Regions from separate parts of the Mus musculus genome. Here regions 2, 3, 4 and 5 are each linked to region 1. The links are chromatin contacts, called in public Hi-C and HiChIP or PLAC-seq maps. All regions are on one chromosome and are shown on one strand. The core of a region is the stretch at or near the end of the contact, and the rest is flanking DNA. Distances in the headings are between cores, read along the strand shown. Region 1 holds the start of Tgif1 (TGFB-induced factor homeobox 1). Region 2 holds the start of Emilin2 (elastin microfibril interfacer 2). Region 3 overlaps Emilin2 (elastin microfibril interfacer 2). Region 4 overlaps Lpin2 (lipin 2). Region 5 overlaps Dlgap1 (DLG associated protein 1).

Region 1 (4,200 bases), core at 1,047-3,546:
AAGATTTATGCGAGCAGAAGGTGTGCACTGGCGGAGTTCAGCTGGCCTTCGCGTCACGGTGAGTTTTTAATTCTGCGTTTTCCTCCCGTCCTAGTTTGAAAGAGGCTTCTACTCTCTCTCTCTGCTCCCGCTCGCCCCGTAAAGTTTGTTTTCAAACCTTGTAAACCCGGTTTCCATCAGTGCGGCCGGAGAATCGCATTCATTAGCCAGGCTGACTTGGGAGAAAAGAAAAGCTACCTTTGTGTACATAATGAGAGCCACCGCGTGGCCGCGGGTAACCGCCGGGAAAGAACGCTCTGGCCTCGAGCCGCCGTGGGTTGGGCTTAGCGGACCCGAGGCGGGTTCCGTGGGGTGGACCCTGAAGCCGCTGTCCAAGTTAGCAAACAAAATGACAAGGCAGTCACCGCCGGGTCCGGACCCGGCTCCTGCCACTCACTCGGTCCAGCTCCTCCTCCCCGAGTCTGTTCTCCCTCCTCTCCCGAGTCCCCGGCGGATGTGAGCCACCAATCCCAGCCACAAACACCAAAAACCCAGAGCGAGGCGGCCCTCAACCGGCGGCTGGGCCCTCCGTGGCCCCCTCCCGCACCACATGAGTCCCGCACCGGGGCGCAGCAGCTGAGTCATCCCCTGCCGGGTCCCGGAAAGCGCTGCGCCAGGGCGGTTTGCAGAGGGGGCTTGCCAGCCGTTGGGTTCTCCCTGGACACTGTCGTGCAACCGCCTCCTGCGCTGATGCCCGCGTGTGCTCACTTAGGGAGCACTCTGCAAACCACAGGATTTAGGGAAGGGGGAGGGTCATTTTAAGGTTCCTGCCTGCTTACTGTGACTCTTCCTCCAGTTGGTTCATTTTGGAAAAACCACCCAAGCTTCTTTTTTGACTCGGGGTTTTAACGCGCTCCTCGGAGGGGGCGCGGCGGAGGCTTGCTTTAATTTCCAACATAATCATAAACAGGTTCCAAAGTCTAGCGGGTCATCCTGTGGCCGCCTTACTGTGGCTCGGCTTTAACCTTGTTTTTACGGGTCTGTCTCCTCCTGCCGGATCTCCACCGAGGTCACAAAACCAGAACAGCCACAAAGCCGAAACTGGAGACAGACACCGGCGGTGACGTCGCTGCTCAGCTTATTTACGTTTGGGGTTTTTCCCCCCCTCTATGGGGAAAGTCTTCTGTGACATGTGACAGTTGCTTTTCTTTGCTTTTTTTTTTTTTTTTTTTTTTTTTTTTTTTAAACAACCGGGCATAGGTGAAAACTAGACCCAGAAGTGCGGGCGTGCGCGTCTCGAAGTCAGCCATAACAGCATCTGGCTTGTATTTGGGGAGGGGACGATTCTCGATTCTTCGTTCAACTCTTTGGAGCTCCCCTCTCAAGCAAAATAAACCAATAGGAATGAGTGTTTATTTAATGGCTAGTTTCTGTTTGAAATACTGAAGGGTGTCCTCTGGTGGGATATTAGCACACAAAGTAGACACTGTTTACTGAAACAGATGAGCAGTCCCGGCGTAGTCCCCCATCTTTTTAAAAAGGCGCGTGGGGGTGGGGGAGTCGCAGTGGGGCACACGCGCGCTCTGGCCGTCCCCCTAGCCCAGACGTTTAAAGAGCATGTGAGCATGACAAGTGTCTATTCGCAACGTGTTAGATTTCGAAACTGCCTTGCAATCCAATCCGGAACTCAGAGCTTTAGCCCGGGGGAATAGACATTTGCCCACGGTGACTATGTCTGCCTCCCCCCACCCCCACTGTCGCTGTTGGCAGAAGAGTCCACGAGGAGGAGGGTGCGCTGTGCCGCGCCCGCGTGTCAATGGCAGCTGCGCCTTCTGGAAGAAGTTGATTCTTGTCTGGAATACTTTTCCTTCGGTGCCCCACCCCTTGAATCAGAAGCTGCTGCCTCCGGCGGCTGGAGCAGAGACAGTGAAGTTTGGGGCAGCTGTCAAAAACAAGGATGGGGGTGTCTTTTCTTCTCTGGGGTGGACAGAGGAGATGTCCTTAAACCTCTCTCCATCCTTTACAAACTAAATGCACTCTTCGCTAGCCCGGGGAGGAAAGGCCCCAAAAGAGAAACCAGTGTGGCCGCTGAGAGCTGAGGGATGGAGATGGTGCTCTCGCCACGGGCAGGCAGGCATGACCCTGCTTCTGGGTTCCGCCAGCGCGTAGAGGGACGGGTGATCTCGGCCCCCAGGCCCAGGGTTGTGGAGCTGGAAGGTGCGGGGGAGGGGCAGAGGAGCGCGGCGGGGCGGGCGGGGGACGGGGCGGGCGGTTGGGGGCGGAGGCAGGACCTCCTGTACCTTCCCTCTGCTCTCTCACTCTGACAGCGCCGAGGTGCGCCGAGTGGAGCGGGAAACAAAGGAGCTGAGTAGGGAGGGAGGGAATTGGGCCAGGGAGAACCCCCGGCTGGCTGCCAGAAGATCCCGACTGGAGGAAGCCCAAGTGTCACTTGAATTCCAACCCAGAAGCCAGCGCCTGAGACCGGAGCACCTTGTTTAGCAATAGTGGTTGGAACACTCTCTTGTAAGTTACCGGAGCACTAGTATAGGAGGAGGATCATCGACTACCCTCCCGCCACTCCACGGCTGCTGGCTCCTAGAAACCCCAGCTTCACCTCTCACTGGGACTCGAGTTCCAGAATGAAAAGCAAGAAGGGTAAGGTGGCGGCGGGCTGTGAGCGCCCGGGGCACCAGTGCGGGACATGTGCGGGCCGCGCCGGATCGGGAGAACACTGACTTGATGGGACTTTTCGGACCAGTGGCTCCCCGGCTGGATTGGTGGCTGTTCTCTTTGTTGAGGCTGTGTCTCTGATGGCAGTTGGTGTTCTTTTCCTTCTAGACACAACCCGAGGGGCTGTTGTGGGGAGGCTGAGCCGCGCCACGCTGTTGGCACGTTGTCAAGAACCACGCTCAGCGCCTTGTTTGTACGCCTCCAAGTTTCATTGTCTTCCTGACACCCCATGCTCGGCCCAGGCGCCGCGTGGTTTCTAGTGCCGTTTCTGGGGCAGGGCTTTGCGGTTGATGTTCTAGGAGACCCTGGCACCTCGCTTTTCCCTGTGGGGGGTCCTTGGCGAATTCCAGTCGCCTTACCTTTTGTCTAAAAGTTTGTAGTTCCGGGTGTTCTCTCACTCCTCGCCGGATCCTGGCAATGTTTTTTTTTTTTTTTTTTTTAAAGAGATGTGTTTTTCACTATCAAAGGAATGTGATCCGGGACCCCCACACATATCGCCCTAGGGCGAGCATAGCTTTGGAAAGATGGACTTTAAAATTTTTACTAGTTTCTGAAAGTTTTCCCACGATGAATTTAGGACCGCGTGTGCTGTTAGAACACAAGTACCATGCAGTCGAAAACTGTCCAAGTGTGACAAGCAGGCTTGGTTGTAAGTGCAAAAAGCGAGGCTGTCATTGTTTCCACCAAAGCTTTACAACTAAAACTTGCCGTCAGTCTGGTTTAAAAACAAAACACACTGGGGAGGAAGGGGGGAAAAAAAAAACCCAAAAGGTCAAAGACTGTGAAGTCCCTTTTGAAGCTAACTTTGGAGTCCCTGACTGGGAGGTCCCTCGAGTGTTCCAGTCGTGGACTGGAGTTGGCTTTTTTTGTTGTGATTTATGTGGAGTGGTTCAAAACAGAAGTTAATCGCTTGGAGAAGCGGGCGGGGGGAAGGGGGCGCTGGTGCGCATGCCCGGGAGCTTCCTCGAGTTTGTTACTCCACATTCTTTCAGACCTAGACCGCGACTGCAGTTCCAACGGAACACGGTTATAGCAGCTGCCGCCAAACACGCTTCCTCACGGGGTTTCTCCGCGCTTCCTACCTTAGAGAGTTGGGTGGATGTTATTCTGTGAGAGACCCCGAAACATACGGAACTCATGAAGACCCCGGGTACTTGGTTAAGTAGGCCTCCTTGCTCCTTTCCACCCTGGGACAGTCAGAGTGTGGGCGCTCTGAGTTGGGGGACAGTTTAACTGAGCTCTGGGGAAAACTTAGGGATCTTCTCAAGACCTCTGTCACCCCTTGACGTGGCTGACAGATCTAGACCCCCGTGGGAGGCATTCCGCTCCAATAGCACCTCAATGAGGGTAGTTTGGTTTTGTGTGGCTCCGGGGTGCGGGAATGCAAAACTGGGTTTCCGTGGGTGGGGAGGAAGGCTGACGACTAGCTTCCCATTCAGGCTCCACCCTCTTGGGTGTCCCCTTCCCCAGATGCGAGGTCCCCAGCCCAAA
Region 2 (4,200 bases), core at 470-2,969, 460 kb before region 1:
TGTTGATGGACATAACTTGTGGGTTGCCCCCTATTTTTTCCTTCACGCAGTCTCCATTTCTAGACTAGATCTTCCCCAGGACACTCAATGGACAAAATGGAGGTTAGAGCTGGGTGACAGAGAAGACAAAGAGAAAGGCATAGATCAGGTTACACAGGACAGTCTTTTATCTTTGTTATTTCTCCCCCGTGGCTCTTTTGAAGGCAGGATGACTTCAGTCCACTATTTGTATAATCTTCCACTTGGAAAGTTCATGAACGGATTATGTCCTTACATGGTACAATTTTCTACTTTGGGAATTTTCTTTCTTCAATTTGCAAATCAAAAGGACCCAATAAAACCATCAAAGCAAAGCATATGAGAAAATAAAACAACCAGTGGCTTCATTTAGTTTTATCAAAACATAGCCAACTTTCCCTGTCCCTCCAACCCCCAGCCAACAGTGTCATGTTAGTTCACAGGTACAGCAGTGAGCCTAGGCTTGCCAACTAGGGCGGGTAGGAGCAGCAACTAATTTCAAAGGAATAGCTCTCTCTCTCTCTCCTCTAGAATACCCCTCCTTGGTGGTGCAGTGTGTAGCCTAGGCTAGCCTCTAAGGTGAGTCTCTTGCCCCAGCTTCCCAAGTAGAACACCCTACCCTCTGTGGCTGATTTTATCTGTGGAGTCACTTTGGTCAGGCTATAGAGAAATTGGCAAAGACCCCTGTAGCGTTTGAATAGGCAGAAAACATGACCAACAGGGGGAGCAAGAGAGGGAGGGAAGGATGGAGGAATGAAGGGTTGGAGGGAGGCAGGAAGGCACCAACAGAATCTGAACTATTTAGATGCAAAGACAAAAAAAAACTATTATAATAAATGGTCTTTTAAAAATGTTTGCCCGCACATACATACTGTGTGCGTGTGTGCAGGCCAGAGATTAATGTCTTGTATCCTCTTGTCAATTGCTCTCTCTGGCACTCCCCCCTTGAGCTAGGGTCTGTCAGTGAGCCTGCAGCCTCAGAGATTCTTCTGTCTCCACCTCCTTAGTACTGGGATTACAGGTTTGTGAAAGCCTGTCTAACTTTTTATGTGGGTGCCTGAGGATCTGAACTCATGTCTTCATGTTTGCGCAGCATTTTACCGACCGAAACATCCGCCTTTAATACTGATGGAAAGAGAAACGTCCGAGCAGGACATCTCCTCATAAACACTGGAGTAGCAAATGACAGTTTGCAGCTGCGGGGAGGCAACCCCACTATCCAGGAGCAGCCCGCGCATTTGGAAAGTTCAAGCCGTGTACTAGCTGCGCCTAGGAGAGCTCCTGCGTCTTCAACTTTCGCCCAAGACCTTAAAGATTGATGGGTAGACGGCGGTGGGGCCTCAGAGGAAGAAATCGACGCTGAGTCCCCCTTGAGTAGGTTCCCCCCGCCGGGGGGGGGGGGCAATAACTGATGGGTGGTCCTGGGCTTCTGGCCGGAGAGAGGCCCCGGGGGATCGAGGTGGGGACCGCCCGAAGCTTGCTGCACTTCCGGAGGGGCTGGGGTCGCGCTGTTTGGAAGGTGAGAGGCGGAGCTGCTGGCGTTTGGGAAGAGACCAAAGGAATGTGTAATTGAAAAGTCTGTAACCAAGACCCCGGTTCCTAACCCTTTGGCTCTTTCCCCGAACCCCCTGCCGAGAGGCGATGGGCCGAGAGATGGTGAAGGGAAGAGTCACGTTTCGGAGAGGGAAGTGAATTAAAGAGGGCGGCACCCGGGGGGACCTGTGCGTCATTGAGGGACCGCGGAGCGGCCAGTGCGGAGGCGTGGGGACGAAGAGCCAGAGGGGCCGCCGAGCGCCCGAGCCCGCTGCCGGTTCCCGCGGCCCCGCCGCCTGCAGCCTTGTGGGGCTCAAGATGTGTCAGGAGACCCCGCCCCGACCCCGAGCACCCAGTCGCTGGACGCCGGCCCTGCTGGCCCTGCTGGCCCTGGGCGGCGCGGGACTGTGCCACGCGAGCTCGCAGCCTGGGTACCACGCGAGGCCCAGTGCCAGGAACAAGTAAGAGTGTGTCCCTTATGCTCGCCCCCAGCCCTAGAGTCCCAGATCCTAGGCGGTCACTCCCGAATCCGCCTGCGGGCTCCAGAGCTGCCCCGGCAATGGCGACGGGCGGTAGCAGAGAGAGCCCCATAGGCTTTTGGGGTGTCGCCACCCCCGGGTGGCCATGTGCTCCCCACCAGGCGCCCCAAGCATCCTGAAGCGAACCCGGGCAATGGGGAGTGTTCGGCAGAACTACGGGATCTGCCACCGAGCCCGAACACGAACACATCCTGTTCTGCAGGTTTGGGACTCTTTGGTGTTCCAAAGACGCAAGAGACACCCTGGGGTGGCAGCTTTGGCAAGCTCCTGCCTTCAGCGCTGGTGACCGCCAACTTGTTGGGTCAATTCGTCTCCCCCTTCTCCCCATTGTTCTCCAAGTTTATCCAGCCCTTTTCTCTCTACCCCAGAAACTGGTGCGCCTACATCGTGAATAAGAACGTGAGCTGCACGGTACAGGAGGGAAGCGAGAGTTTTATTCAAGCTCAGTACAACTGTCCCTGGAACCAGATGCCCTGTCCATCCGCCCTGGTGTAAGTCGGGGAGCACGAGGGCCGAGTGGGTGGGTGAGGTGGAGCGCTGGACTTCAGTCCTTGTGGAAATCTCTTCCAGACCCTCTACAAAGTCTGATATCTGCACGGCTCACAGCTACTCTGGGCTATTTAATGGTGTGCTGTTCTGCGTGAACCTTGAAGATGCGCAAAATTTGGGAGTTTGAGATTCCCTAGGCCACAGGAGAGGATGAACAAAGGCCCCACCCCCATCTCTCTCTCTCTCTCTCTCTCTCTCTCTCTCCTCTCTCTCTCCCCCCTCCTCTTTCAATTTTATTACTAACATAAGGCAGCTGAACCTAATTAGATCCATATTGTATGTTCTGGGTCGCATAGAGATTCTAAAATGTTTTAAATGAAGGATTAGCCGAGAGGTTTGACCAGTTGGAGTTCTGAAGGAGGTGAGTTTTGTCCCAACTGTCCTCTTCAGCGTTATGATTTTCTAAACTAAACTCCTCAGGTTGCTTTAGAACGTTTGTCCCTTTTCTTCTCAAGTTGGGTTTGTGGATTCTTGAGGCAGATCTCCGAATGGAATAGCCCTTGGTGATGTGCAGAATAGTTAAACATCTTTTTTGCTCATAAAGATTCCAGCATCTTAAAAACTGGGCACGGGGGCGGGGTGGGGGGGGGGCGATGATTTGTTAGCGCGGGTTCTGCGAACACATTGTACTCACCCAATTGGTGATCAGGGAGCTCTTTGAGTTTTTGTGGAAGCCAGATCTCAGGAGACCGCTGGTGTGGATAAAAGGCTGTTGGGGACACGTGATGGTGAGGATTGTTTCCACTAAGAATAAGCTGTTTGTCTTCGAGCACATTGTCAGCGCCGTACAGAATGGTCAGTGGTGGGCAGTTCTGTCTCTGGCCGGGCTCAGGACAGGCTGAGCTTGTATCCCCAGCAAGCTGATTCAGGGGGCAGGGAGCAGACAAGGCTGTAGACAGTAGGTCACCGGGTCCCACCCAGGCTGCGTGTGGGAACCACAAGCAGGTAGAGAGTTCCTGAGAGGCAAAAAGAAAGTTATACAAACTTGCAGAAACACAGGGAAGCCCTTTACTTTTTATTTTTTAACATATAGGGGAAACAGCTGATACAGATTTCCTGGCCGGCCCACACAGAGATTCAGAACTGTCAACCTGCCTTAAATTGGTCTGTATTTCGATTTAGACTTCACAGTCCATGGCCAGCTACTGGTGACAGGACAGCCAAGTGAGGTTTTGACACTGTGACAGAAACACGAACTGAGTATTCGACACAGTCCAGAAGGGTTTGCTTGCCATTAGAATTGGATTGAGAGCCAGGACAATTTCATTCACTTTACACAAGAGTTATATTTTGTATTTTCCTACAATTTTAATTCTTACTATGACACTTCAGAGATAAATTTTTCATTAAAAATAAAAATTAAGAGGGGTGGGTGGGGAGATGGCTCAGTAGGTAAAGAGTACTTGCTATGCCAGCTTGAGACCCTGAGATTGAATCCCTAGCACTCACATAAAAACACTGGAGATGGGGACTGCCAGGCAGCCTCAGCACTACGAAATGGTGGGCAGTGTGGGATGGCTACTTCCTGCTTGCTACCAGCTAAGCTCCAGGTTCAGAGAGA
Region 3 (4,200 bases), core at 923-3,422, 420 kb before region 1:
TGTTTCTCTGATTTCTCAGTCTGCTTGTCATTTGGGTGTAGGCGGGCTAGCAATTTGAGTGAACTAATCTTGTATTTAGCTACTTTGCTGAAAATGTTTATCAGCTGTAGGATTCTCTGGTGGGATTTTTGGTGCAGCTTACATATACTATCATATCCTCTGCAAGTAAAGATATTTTGACTTCTTACTTTCCAGTTTGTATCCCCTTGATCTCCTCCTTATTGCTTATTGCTCTTTCTAAGTCTTATTGCTCGGTTAAGAATTCAAGATCTATAGTGAATAGGCACGGAAAGAGTGGCCAACCTTGTCATGTTACCGACTTTAGTGGAATTGCTTTGAGTTTCTCTCCATTTAGGTTGATGTGGGCTGTGGGCTTGCTGTAAACTGCCAAGGCGTTTTCTTCATTGAGATCCTTTCCTCCCAGATAACTTCAGCTTGTGTGAAGTTGACATAAAATCAGCCAGCGGCAGTCATGTTTATAGAACACCTTCTGTGTAACAGCATGGTCCAAGCCCTTGAGGGCTGCTACCTTATAAGCCCACAGACAGCCCCACATGGGTGGCAGCATTTTCAAGAGGGAAATATATACTGAGTTCCAGAGCTGGTAGGGAGATCTGGGGTGGGAGGGGAGAGCATACAAGGGACGTTGTGTTGTCACACTGGCATTCAGCATTTTGTGTCTCCCGGAGTTGAATGCAGACTTCTATGAGCAAGTAGAATCTCCCCTCCTTACTCTCTCTTCCCAATCTCCCCTCTCCTTACTCTCTCTTCTCTTATCCTCCCTTGCAGGCCTATCATCTTTTCTACCAGGGTGACACTGGGCTGGTGCCACACAACGGAGCCTTCCTGACTAGGCTCTCACTGAGGAACAGCTATGGGGAGGGAAGGCCACGTCCAGATCCTGGAACCTCATGAGGTGTGGGGAGAATTCATGGCAGTCAGGCAGCTGTGCTCTGGGCTTTGTCCTAGAGCATGGTGCTCATTTCATAGATAAAGTGTCACCAGGGCCAAGCACGGCTGTGAACTGGCCACTGTGCCCAGGCTTAGCTATCTGTAGTACACAGTCACAGTCTCCACCTCAGATCTCCCAGCCCCTGTATCTCTGGAATGTAGAGTTAAGGTCATGAGTCCCATGTGTTCAGAGGGTAATTGTCCCTTGTGGTCAAAATGCTGTCTGGACTGGGTTCTACAATAATAGGTACAGCCAGATATTTCCAGTTAATTGGCAGTGCTGGACAGCGTGGGAATCTGTGTCCATTCTGAGGCTCGTCTATGCGGAGTTGGAGACGGGTAGGTCTGGAGACAAATCGGTTTCCATGTATCATCCTTCAGTTTGGGGGTCATGCTGTGAGTGCAGATCATGTGGGCTTGGGAGAACTTGTGATGGAGAGGAGCCAAAAATAAGTGAGTGGTGTCCTCTGACTTCCAGCGCCAACAGGCCCAGGAGACCTGGGATCTGGAGTGACCCTGTAGCTAAGGTTGAAGTCACATGTCAACCAGTTAAAAGACAACAGAGTATTTGCTAAGCACCGACTGTAACCGCACGTGAGACTCTCTGAGGGGTGCAGAGATCACACGTGCCATCTCTCCTCAGAAAGCATCCTCAGATCTGTGAGGGGCAATGCAGTCTGTAGTCAAGGAAGGAGCAGGTATTACAGTACAAAGGGCCTGTGGACTCACAAGCTCTCTGTGCACCCCTGGACATAGTAAATGGGGGCTTAGTATGTAGCAAATGTGAATACAAAAGTCTGGCGGAGAGCCAAACAAAAGGGGCCACAAGAACTGGCTGTTCCCCTCACTAGGATCCCCACAGGGCTTCTCAAAGGGAAAAGGCACAGGGCTGAGCCTTCAGGCTGAAGAAAGTAATAACTGAGCATAGTTGAGAGAAATGGCAGGGTGAGCAGTGGGGTGAGAGAATGAGAGAAACTTCTAGAAGAAATGTGAATGGATAAATGAGGAGTGGGTGGAACTCAAAGGCAGGAAGAGGGGGCATTTGGGGGAAGACTTTGGTGTGAACAGGAGTTATATTTTGCCGCGCAATCTCCTACCCCAATCTCCATGGTAGTTATTTTCCGTCATTCCTGGGTCAAGGGCTTGTGCAGGGTAACTAGGCTCTGCTGCTGTCTTGTGTACTCAGCCTGAGTCACCCTCTTAGCTGTGTTTTGTGTTTGGAGGAAGGATCAGGTTCATGTAGGCCACGGTCCTGGAGTTGTGGTGAGCCTCCATGTCGCCCTGCTCCACATGTGTCCTCGTGGGCTTCCTCACATCCTGCCACTCTTAGGTACAGCTGGCAACCGGCCCACAGATGGAAAGCAAAGCTGTGGTCCAGACAGGCGGGGGCAAGGTAGCTTGGAATCACTTCTGCCTCATTCATTCTGTTGGTCACAGCAAACCAGCCTTTGAAGGGTAACACACTGTCATATTGGGAGACACGGCGAGTCCCTCCTCCCATAATTAGAACCAGCCCGGAGGAGGGGACTGGGCCTAAGGTACAGCTTGATGACAGGTCAAGATATAACTCAGGTTCCTATTGTCTGCTCTTGTGAGGTCCATAGGTGGACTCAGTTATGCAGCTGGCCTCAGGAGGGTCTTTCTTGTATCCTATCAAGGCATGTGCTCTTGCCTGGGCTTAAAAAGGATTCATATGCAAAAAAGGCTCTCATTCATATATACACACACACATATATGGACACACATATTTATATATAAACTCATACATGTATATGTGTATATATATATATGTATGTATGTATATATATATATATGAATCTCCTGAGACTCTGATGGGTATACAATTTCTGAAAAATGAACAACTACTACTACTACTACTACTACTATTACTACTACTACTACTACTACTACTACTACTAATTACCATTCATTCTTAGAATGACTAGATCTTGAGATTTCCCTGCCTCCCCCCCCCCCCCCCAGTCCTGGGATTGCAGGTAATCACTATAGTATTTCATTGCTCTTGCCTGCAGCTCTCCTGACTCTTTACATTTTCATTCATTCATTCATTCATTCATTCATTCATTCATTCATGTTTCATTCACTTATTCTCTTACCTAGATCCCAGTCTGGCCTTGAACTCATGGTAATTGTTCTACCTCAACCTCCTGAGTTCCTAGGTCACAGGTATCGCCACACCTGGTTCAGTAGATTATTTAGCAGATCTCTCCTAAGCTCTGTCCTGTCTCAGCCATCATGGATCTGACACTCTAGAGGAAAAGAAGAACAGCCATGGTGGTGAAAGTTTGACTTTAGTTAGCAATCAGTACCCCGAGGAAAGATAAAACAGAATAGATAGATAACGGGAAGCAAGAATTAATTTAGCAGGAAGATGGTCCGGAAGGCTCTGGGACAGGAATGGATTTGTTCTGTTGCAAACCTAAGTGTTTCAGTGAGACAGAAGGTGAGAGGCTGCCATGGGAAAAGAGGGTCAGAATCTGGTTGTGCCACACGATGTGGCTAGGATAAGGGATTTGATATACTATGAGAAACAACTGGAGATGGTGGCTTTCCCCAGCCTTGAAGTCCCAGTTCATCTGTACTGAAACTCTGTGACATGGGCAGGTTGTTTACACCCTGAACACCTACCTACCTCCTTTCTCCGTCTCTGCATTGGAAATAACAGTCACAATGGTGCTTTGTGAGTTAGTTGGGGGACAGCAGTTGGTAATCAGTGAACACCCCTCCCCCGCCTGTTTTAATTCACTCTCAACCCAATGGGGGTAGAATCTGCTCCCCTGAGCTGTCTCCCCTTTCCATTCTTCAATGTGCCCCACTCCACTCCCCTGCTATTACCGGGAGGAGAGTGGAGGCCTATGATAGGTCAATCCCTTCTAGGGAGAACTGCAGAGAGCTGCAGAGTGATGTCACCTCCTTACCCTTTCCTTTCTTGGCACCCTTTCTTGACTACAAGTGTGTTTCTTATGAATAAATACACTGGGAGTTTTTCAAGCCCCGTGTTCTTAGTGCACCAAGACCTTCCATAGTTAGGACTGTCTGTAACCTCATGTTTTTCCACCTGGCCTCTTTGTTCATGAAATTACGACTCTGAGCATTGATATGAATAAATGCTGAGACCAACAGCTTTGGCTCTGTTCCCTAACTAGCTCATATCTCAATAATCCAGTTTATTCTAAGAGTGCCACATGGCTAGTTACTGTCTCCTCAGTTTCATGCATCTCAGAGTTC
Region 4 (4,200 bases), core at 682-3,181, 360 kb before region 1:
CTCAAAGGCCAAAAGCCTGAGTCAACCTATCAATTAGAAACCTGGTTCCAGAGAACGGTGGGGGGCGGGTATGGTATGGTGGGAGAAACTTCTGAGAAGACCCCCAAAAGAAATTTTACAAACAGATCCTTGAACATCTATGGAGAAACAGCTCTAATATGAAAGTACTAATAGTGTCACTACAAAAACCACAAAGGAAACAAACACAGAAAGCACTAACTATGGCTAGACAACCCTGCCCTAGAGTAGAAGCTGCCAGGCCAAGAAGTAACACTGTAGCTGCTTCTGCTTTCTAATGGGATCAAGCAAAGGCTAGTCTGAAAAATCCAGTGGGAAATGATTTTATAACACCCAAAGAGATGGTTTCTCTTTGAAAAATAAAGTCTAGTTTTGGAAACCCACTTTCTTTCAGTTTCAAAAACCCAAAGCCTAAGTAGAGGGAGATGTATATCCAAAAAAACACCAGCAAAAACCTCTTTAACTTGTGCATGTTGGTCCTTCGGCACCCACCCTTCCACTGTGCTACCCAGTGGCAAAGTGCTCCGAAATCTTAGTAAGAGTTGCTGACATTATTATCACCATGTGGAAGACAATGTGGAAGTGAAAAGTTGCCAAATACATGCTCTACAAAGTTTTATCATTAACTCTGTTTTAAAACCTACCATACACACAATTCAAAAACCTTCTTATTGCCCAATACTTGAGGGAAATGATAATTTAAAAACATCCAAACACTGCCCCCCATTAAATGCAAAAGAGGAAAAATACAAACATTCAATTGGGGTGTTTATTTCTTTTAAATAAATATAATCTACACTTGATTACATGAGCTTAGTCTACCTACTCATAATCAGTACAACAATATTATCATATATGTTTGTGTGTATGTATCAATCAATCAATCAACAGGCTCTCCTGTGTCTCAGGCTGGCCTCGTGCACCTCTGCTATGTGGCTGAGCTGAGAATGCTCCTGTCCTTCTGTCTCTACCTCCTCAGTGCCTGCACAGGCTTGGTGCATGGTATGCAAATGTTTTGCTGACTAAGCTGTATCTCCAGACTGCATTATTTTATTTTTAGAGAGCCTTTTTTTTTTTTTAAACTGAGGATTTAAAGCATGTACATGAGCCACAGGGTACACGGGTCAAGTCACTGGATGACTTCTGAGTGTGTTCTCTTGTTGCACCCTGTGGGTCTCAGGACTGATGGAGAGAGCCTTTACCACTGAATCATCTTGCTGGCCCTACACTATTTTAAAGTGCTATATTAAATAAAGCAAAATTTCTTTTTCAAAATAAGCCCAACTTCCTCATTTGTAATTATCTCCAGTTTTGTTCTGAGTCTCTTCATGATTTCAGTTTCTTTTTCATTTGGAGAAACTTTCTATAAGAGAGTCTTTTGAATTTAGAAGCCAATTCAAAAGCAGTACCTATAAAGTTGGTTTCTTACCATGGTCTTCAATAGCATGCAAGTTTAAAAAAAAAAAAAAGAGTAAGAGGAAGGGGCCGGTCACCATGGTGACCTGTGCACTCACCACTTTCTCCTTGGACCTCAGGACACCCAGCTTCCCGAAGCGTACGTGAAAAGGCGAGCACTGGTAGGAGCCATCCTGCTGCCTCACCACGACCACATCGATGCATCCAGACAACGTGGCTTGGTTAATGCCCTTGTAGAGTTCCTTCACAGTGACGAGCACCTGCCCAGCCAGCTGGCCCACATAATTCATGGTTTGAGACTGAGAAAAGAAAACGATGTCAGCACTAACTTTGACAACTAACAGCAACGACATAAAGAGTTTGATTAAACATACACTCTGCTCTGCTGTCCAGAGCCCATTGCTCTCCTGCTGCCCCAGCTACATCACACATATGTCTCAGACTGGCAGTGCCTCTAAGTGGGGTTGGAGGCTGTGGAAGTTCTGTTTCCTTCCACACCCCAGGGTGGGGCCAACTGTCTTCATCTCCCTCCACCAACCGCTCAGGACCTGCAGTACTATGTCCACTCTGACCACAGGAGGCAAGGACAGGAGGACTGTCACCTCCAGGGGAAGCTTGGGATTTATCTTTGCAGAGAGACAAGGGATACAACTGAGAACCGAGATCTTCTGGTTCAGATACATCAGGTACATGCTGCGTCAAGCGAGCTGTGGTAAGCTGCGCCAAGACTAACACACGTACCATGACTTCAGAACCTCAACATGGCATAATGGGACATAACGTTTGTGTCCCACAATGTTCAGAGCACAAAAGGGGTTTTGGTTTCTCAACTTCAACTCACTACTCAAATCAAGATCACCAGAGCTCTGCAATTCAAAAGAGAGAGGGTACATCTAAATCTGGCTTCACCCCTTACCCTGACTCATCCACTGAAAAACCCAACCCACACCAAAACAAACCCATTAGTCCTCAGGCTGTCAGCTCTCCCTCCAGCGGGTGAACACACCATCACTCAGCAGACACCTTTATGTTACGTTAAAGCCAAATCCACAGAGAGTCCATCCCCTGGATGTAGGATCAGAAAAACCTCCAGCTTTAGGCTAATGCAGAAGTCAATTTTTATTGGACTCTAGGAGTAATGAGTCCAAACTATTAACTGCGCAGAGTGGCCTCTCTAAACCAGCTCTGGTTGCCCTAAGCTCAAGATTCCATATTTGCAAAGTTCTAGAGAGACATTCTGTGTTGTCAGGTAAGTCCTAGGTGGAACAGGGACAAAGTGCTGATCCCCTAAAAAAAATGAAGTGGACCTGCCAGGTCCCATCAGCACATAACTCAGCCTACTGGCCAGAGACAGTCAGTGCCTAAGGCAAGACAGACTCCACTCAACAGTCTATACAGAGATGACTGTAACCACAGTCTAGCTGTTGAGTAGCCTGAAGCATATAATCCTGATTATTCCCCTGGGTATTCCAAGGTTTCCAACTGCACATTCCAAAGAGCTTGCTTTGTGCAATGTACACAAGCAGCTACATTTACTACGATCTCCTAAGGTGGAGGATGTCATAATTATAAAGAAAATATGTTATAGCCATGAAACAATTATAAACAGGTGGCTTTGGTTTTAGGATGAGGATGGTTGCTTTTATTTTGATAGCAAGGCCAGATTAAGCACACATCAAATACTTAATTTTTGAAAAAAAAATTTTTTTGAGATAGAGTCTCACTGTACAGTCCTGGCTGGCCTGAAACTCAAGACATAGACTAGGTTGCTTCTGAGCACAGAGGGATCTGCCCACCCCTGCCTCCTGGATGCTGAGATTAAAGGTGCCACCACTCCTGACCAACCTTTCTCTCCAGGGTCTCTTTGTAGTCAAGATGGCCTAGAACTTAAGACAACTTTAGTCTCTAAAGTGTTGGGATTACAGGTGTGTGCTACTATATTTGACAATAATTATTTCTTGAATAAGGAAAGAACTATCAAATGAACTACCAATAAACAAGCTAAAACCAATAAACAGCTAAGAGTCATTACTGTACTATGTGCAGCAGAAATACTATTCCATCAGATCACTCATGGATAATCTCATTGTATTTTTTCTTTTTGAAATGGTCTTACTATGTAGCCCCAGCAGGCCTGGAATTCACTATGAGGACGCTACCGGCCTGGACTCACAGAGACCCACTTGCCTCTGCCTCCTGAGCACCACTATTCCTGGCTCATTATGTTTTTAAAGATTAACATTTCTGGATCCAGAGTTCAGAAGCGGCCTGGGCTGCATGAGATCCTACCTCTAATACAGCAAATAAACAACAGTAAACTGCTGTGAGATCAGTGTAGACCTTCAGAGCTCCAAGAAAGAATATGGCTGCCCCAAATCCTCTACTGAGCGTCCACTCAACTGAGTGTCTTTTACTTGGTGTTAATTGGGATGCACAAGCAAAATATCATAACAAGGACACCAACAATCGCAGGTAATGACGGAACACGCCAGGCAGCGTTAACGCACGCCTTTAATCCCAGCGCTTGGGAAGCAGAGGCAGGTGGATCTCTAAGTTTGTAGCCAGCATGGCCTACAAAGTGAGTTCTAGGACAGCCAGGGCTACACAGAGAAACCCAGTCTAGGATGGGGGTGGGATTGTGAAAACCCGAAATTCCACCATCAGCACAACAATCCTGTTGCCCCATACAGTCACACACATTTTTCTCTTGCCTTCTCCTCCCCAGTCCCTGGCAACATTAATATGTTTTCTATTTCTGAAATGTCT
Region 5 (4,200 bases), core at 520-3,019, 320 kb after region 1:
ATCCCTCACAAAGAGCTCTTGCTTCTGCTGGATGGTTCACTGCTTCATGAATGCCTCAGAGAGAGGGCAGGGCCAAGGGAAAATCAGCTATTTATAGGTGGGTTTTTTTTTTTTTTGACTAAAAGTGTCTGCTCAGCGTGCTATGGAATATTTCCAAGAGGTGGGAGAACAGGAAACTATCTCAAATCAACTGGAAGGCTGGAGGAGTGTTATGGGGGACGGAATCTGCAGGGGAGTCCTTTGCAGAAAGCTCAGGTTTCATTTGCAAACAAATGACAGTTACTTTTTCTGACACTCAGAGAAGCCAACTAAACTTCTGCTACTTAATGAGAGAAGAAGAGAACGAGAATGAAAAGCCCATGAATTCTTCAAGTGTTGCAAGACACTGGAACCCTTAAAGGAATTTTAAAGGGGGAATACTTCTCTCTATACTTAATCCTTGATGGGACAGTTGCCAGCCAAATGATGCCCATGGAAAAGACAGCAAGCAGGTGGGTTTCTAAGAATAGAATGCAGGTCCCTGTGAGTTAACAGGGTCCTGCTGAGATGAGAGGACATCTCACCCTCCACTCACCTTCACTTTTATAATGACAACAAAGAAAGATGGCTGAGCTCATCTGCGTTTACAGGCAGGACACAATGCCATGAAATTCTGAGAGCATCCCATGGATTTTACTCCCACTGGTTGGGTGGTCACGGGAAGCAAGTGTAGTAGAAAGACTCAGGACTGTCTGCCAAGAGACAGCTGGCTGAGGAGGAAAGCCTGGAGCTGGCCATGGTTCTGTGGGGAGGAGGTCCTGAGAGGGACATTTTGTTCTTTGGAATTCTACAGACTTGAAAGAATGATGCACCTGGCTTCGGAGAATGGGAAGGTTGGCTGAGGACCTTGTGCAAGAACAATGGAGGATAATGCCCAGGACCTGTTACCACCATCCTTCAACTGTTGTGAAGGTCCTGCCTGTCTGGTTGTCATGGAGGAGACATTCCTCAAGAGAGCTAGTGAAGCCCATCAAGGATGCAATGGATGGGTGGCTCAGTGACCTGGTAGACATAACCATAGTGGTTGCTGTTCATTAAACTCATCCTGCTGATTTGCAAGGCTGCCTGGAAGAATGGCATGGGGGTCCGGGGGAGGGTTGGCAGACTGAAGCTATAAAGATAAAAGCAAGGCCCATGCGAATAGACACTTGAACAGCTAGAATTGTTGTTTACCAGCAAACACCGGACTGCATGGAGCTCTGCTCCACTGAGGTGAAGATCTGGACAGGCTCTTTGTGACCCTTTCACTTACACAAACTTCCCATGCTTAGTTGGCAGCTGATAAAGGAACTGTCCATGATGTGATTAAGAGCTACCATCATCGGACATAGATGGGATAGGGAGAAACGGGTGGGGTGGGCAGGAGGTTTCCTTGTCCGCAGAATCAGACATGCCTCTTCTGACCTTGTTTTGAAGGAACAAATCAGAAGGGGAAGAAGAGGTGCCGCGATACACGAAACAAAGAGAACATACAAAGAACGTCAGTAGCTAGACATTTATACCTTGAAAACCTTCCACACAATAATTTGAATTGATTTCCTAAATTTAGAGCTCAACTCTCTTCCCTAACACCCTAAAACAAATGCAGCCATCATGCCCATTATACAGAATAAGAAACAAAAGCATCAGTAATGTAGAAATCCAGCAATAACTTCAAAGCTTGGCTGAGCGGGTGAAGCCCACGTTTCGATCGGTTAGACTCTACTGCCCCCTACAGGAAAGTACACGGGACAATAAGCCTACAGCTCTGTAGAAGCCGTGGTTCTTGATGGATTCTATTGAGTCACTCTAGATGTAGGTCGTCAGGATCTCTTGGGTTGGTGCCAGAAATCCTCAGGTTTTCAGACCCCTTCAATGTCACTCTTATGCACAAACGTACGGGAGCTATCTCTCAACTGCAATGATTGAGAGACACTCAGTGATATAGGACTTCTAAAGGGCTTTCATACAGGCTTCCATGGGATACGGCTGTAGTCGCTTGTAGCCACGTAGATACCACGTTGTCTCATGTCAGGTAGTGTTTAGCTGCGCACAGTTCTCAGCTTCTTTGCAGCTGTTCTCATTTTCCTAATGTATATCACCCTATATATCATTGTATGCATGTGTCATTTACATATGCCATATATATGTGTCACATCACATATCCCTTTGGAAACTATAGATAACTATTGTCAGTTGTTGTCCCGGTGAAGTGAGGTGAAAGATTCTGAGTGCCAAGATTTGGATGCTTTGGGAGAAGCAGATAGTCTTCAGATTCCAGACCCTGAGCCCTCAAAGCTTTAAGTGTTGGATCTAAAGATCACATATCTAAAAAATGGATCTACCCTGCTCTGTTTGTCTTCTTTTGGACAATAATTCACCTCCAGTGAGCCATTAGAAAGCAGAAAGGATCAGTTTCTAACAGGAGGAACACAACCACTTTTTTCTGGGTCCGGAAAGAAGAGTTCAAAAATCTTATCATGGGGCTAAGGAGTTGGGTCAGCAGATAGAGACACTTGCTGTGCAAGCAGAGCATCTGAGTTCAATCCCTGGAGCCCAGAGAGGAAAGAGAGAACACATTCCTGAAGGTTGGCCTCTGATCTCCACCTACATGTGTGGCACATGTGGACATGCATTTCCACTCAGGCACTACACACACACACACACACACACACACACGCACACGCACACGCACACACACACACACACATCACACAAAAACAGTAAATAAAATGAAAATACAATATGCCCTGGGCAACCACAGAGTTACAAATTGCACATACTCACTTAGCTGACAAGGACACTTGTTTCCTATAAGCCTTTTAAAGTACAAACATGTTTCACATGTTGTCTCAGATCACCCTCCCACTTCCTCTTTGACCTCATTACCTCTGAAGACGGTAGTGCACATGAATAAGCAGGGATGTGAAAAGAGCCTTCAGGCTTTAGCAGAATGTGAGACACAGTGGGGAACAGAAAGCCCAGGCTGACAGGCCGAGTGTCCACTTGTGTCATGTCTTCTGAGATGACAATTCTTGCCAAGCCATTTCCTTTTGTCGTTTGAAGAAAGAGTAAGTAGAAGCAAATGCTTTCAGAAGTTCCTTTTATAGGATGGTCACTATAGACCCTCTATCTATGGAAGCTACAGTGTCCAGACTGTCCAGGGACATTGCGAATGGGAGGTTTACAAGGAGGAGTTCCTATTACTCAGAAAATGACAATTTAGAAGGAAATAAAAATAAGACGTTAAGCCCCTAGACAGTTAGATCAGGGGCCTGAACAATCCTGAAGGTTGATAATAAATTGTGGTTTTCAAAGGCTGCAGGAAGCAGACGTTTTCTTTCATGGTTGTTGAATAGGTCTTTGAATTAAAAGAACCAACACTAGGTCATCACACTGAGGAGTCAGGCCATTCCTAGATTAATGATCTAGAACAAGACGGGAAAGGTAAGGTAATGCCTTTTTTACTTGGATCAATGAAAAGAAGGGGGAGGGGGAGGTTCCTTACCTCATAGCTATTCTTCTGTGGCTATTGTGAAATGGTCCAATTAAAAAAATCTGATTTCATAAATCAGAGATCAAAGACCTCAAAAGCATGCATGTGTTATGCAGGCGTGTGGGAGGCCAGGTGCCTAAGCGGAGGTGAGGTGGATCCACACCCCCGTGTACAGAATAAGCCTTACTATGCTTCAAAGGTAGTTTTTCCATTTCATCAGCATGGGTTCAGCTTTCCAGTTCATGGAGAACAATGATTATAAACTCTGAAGGGACTGGAACAGTGGTCTAAGATATATGAAGTAAACATTGCGTATCTAGAAAACTCAGTATAGAAGCCTCCTTGGCTCAGACATCAAGTATGGCACAGCATTAGACTTGAAGGAACAAAGAGGAGCATCTTTAAAGGCGAGCCCTGTATTTTCTTACATTTGTAGGATCAGAGCTTCAAAAAAAAGTTCTTCTCTGTTTATGAAGGTGATTCCCCAGAGAATCCAAATTCTAGAAATAAGAAATTGGTCCAAAGAAGCATGAGGAATATATGATGCCCTCCTGGGCACCGTTCTCCCTGTTACCTCTTTTGATTGTGTTAACATTAATCAAATAACTCCCATGTCATGCTCTTTCAGTTACAGAGAGAGGGCTCAAGTGTTGAAGAATCCGCTAACTTGGAAATCATTCCAACTG

The links. A called contact is a pair of places that touch in the nucleus more often than the background predicts. HiChIP or PLAC-seq counts read pairs in DNA pulled down with a chosen protein or histone mark.
Region 2: a contact with region 1 is called in a Hi-C map of bone marrow-derived macrophages, with 3 times the contacts expected there. The contact joins the promoter of Emilin2 here to the promoter of Tgif1 in region 1. A contact is called at or near these places in 1 of 484 Hi-C or Micro-C datasets (bone marrow-derived macrophages), 3 of 115 datasets of contacts at active chromatin or transcription factors (bone marrow-derived dendritic cells, large pre-B cells and memory CD8 T cells) and 1 of 9 other capture datasets (adipose tissue).
Region 3: a FOXA1 HiChIP or PLAC-seq map of pancreatic cancer cells shows a contact between it and region 1. The contact joins the enhancer-like site here to the promoter of Tgif1 in region 1. A contact is called at or near these places in 5 of 484 Hi-C or Micro-C datasets (the G1E-ER4 cell line, granulosa cells, spermatogonial stem cells and 1 more) and 3 of 115 datasets of contacts at active chromatin or transcription factors (bone marrow-derived macrophages, memory CD8 T cells and pancreatic cancer cells).
Region 4: an H3K4me3 HiChIP or PLAC-seq map of bone marrow-derived macrophages shows a contact between it and region 1, with 4 times the contacts expected there. The contact joins the enhancer-like site here to the promoter of Tgif1 in region 1. A contact is called at or near these places in 8 of 39 promoter capture datasets (the 3T3-L1 cell line, the HPC-7 cell line, HPC-7-derived erythroid cells and 4 more), 5 of 484 Hi-C or Micro-C datasets (liver, muscle stem cells and natural killer cells), 6 of 115 datasets of contacts at active chromatin or transcription factors (bone marrow-derived macrophages, double positive thymocytes, effector CD8 T cells and 3 more) and 3 of 9 other capture datasets (adipose tissue, liver and macrophages).
Region 5: a Hi-C map of cerebral cortex shows a contact between it and region 1, with 5 times the contacts expected there. The contact joins the enhancer-like site here to the promoter of Tgif1 in region 1. A contact is called at or near these places in 1 of 39 promoter capture datasets (the 3T3-L1 cell line), 4 of 484 Hi-C or Micro-C datasets (cerebral cortex, myocytes and uterus) and 1 of 115 datasets of contacts at active chromatin or transcription factors (astrocytes).

What each region holds. Positions count from the first base shown.
Region 1 is chr17:70,849,306-70,853,505 of GRCm38.p6, reverse strand. Tgif1 (TGFB-induced factor homeobox 1) reads left to right here and starts at 2,296. Exons shown (of 3, transcript NM_009372.3): 1 at 2,296-2,634. The coding sequence starts at 2,619.
Region 2 is chr17:71,308,530-71,312,729 of GRCm38.p6, reverse strand. It overlaps Emilin2 (elastin microfibril interfacer 2), which reads left to right and starts at 1,719. Exons shown (of 8, transcript NM_145158.4): 1 at 1,719-2,012; 2 at 2,459-2,581. The coding sequence starts at 1,870.
Region 3 is chr17:71,265,538-71,269,737 of GRCm38.p6, reverse strand. All of the region lies in intron 4 of Emilin2 (elastin microfibril interfacer 2), which reads left to right. Among named protein-coding and RNA genes, the nearest start is that of Emilin2, 43 kb to the left of the region's middle. Within about 2 kb of position 2,172, at least 33 of the 459 cell types and tissues checked have an H3K27ac peak or open chromatin away from gene starts, as enhancers often do. A contact at or near this core is called in the G1E-ER4 cell line and pancreatic cancer cells, where this site is marked.
Region 4 is chr17:71,212,497-71,216,696 of GRCm38.p6, reverse strand. It overlaps Lpin2 (lipin 2), which reads right to left. Exons shown (of 20, transcript NM_001357791.1): 2 at 1,533-1,733. The coding sequence starts at 1,724. Among named protein-coding and RNA genes, the nearest start is that of Lpin2, 31 kb to the right of the region's middle. Within about 2 kb of position 1,931, at least 75 of the 459 cell types and tissues checked have an H3K27ac peak or open chromatin away from gene starts, as enhancers often do. A contact at or near this core is called in the HPC-7 cell line, adipose tissue, bone marrow-derived macrophages and 4 more, where this site is marked.
Region 5 is chr17:70,524,905-70,529,104 of GRCm38.p6, reverse strand. The region is part of intron 2 of Dlgap1 (DLG associated protein 1); the gene reads right to left. Among named protein-coding and RNA genes, the nearest start is that of Gm46581, 80 kb to the left of the region's middle. Within about 2 kb of position 1,769, at least 13 of the 459 cell types and tissues checked have an H3K27ac peak or open chromatin away from gene starts, as enhancers often do. A contact at or near this core is called in cerebral cortex, where this site is marked.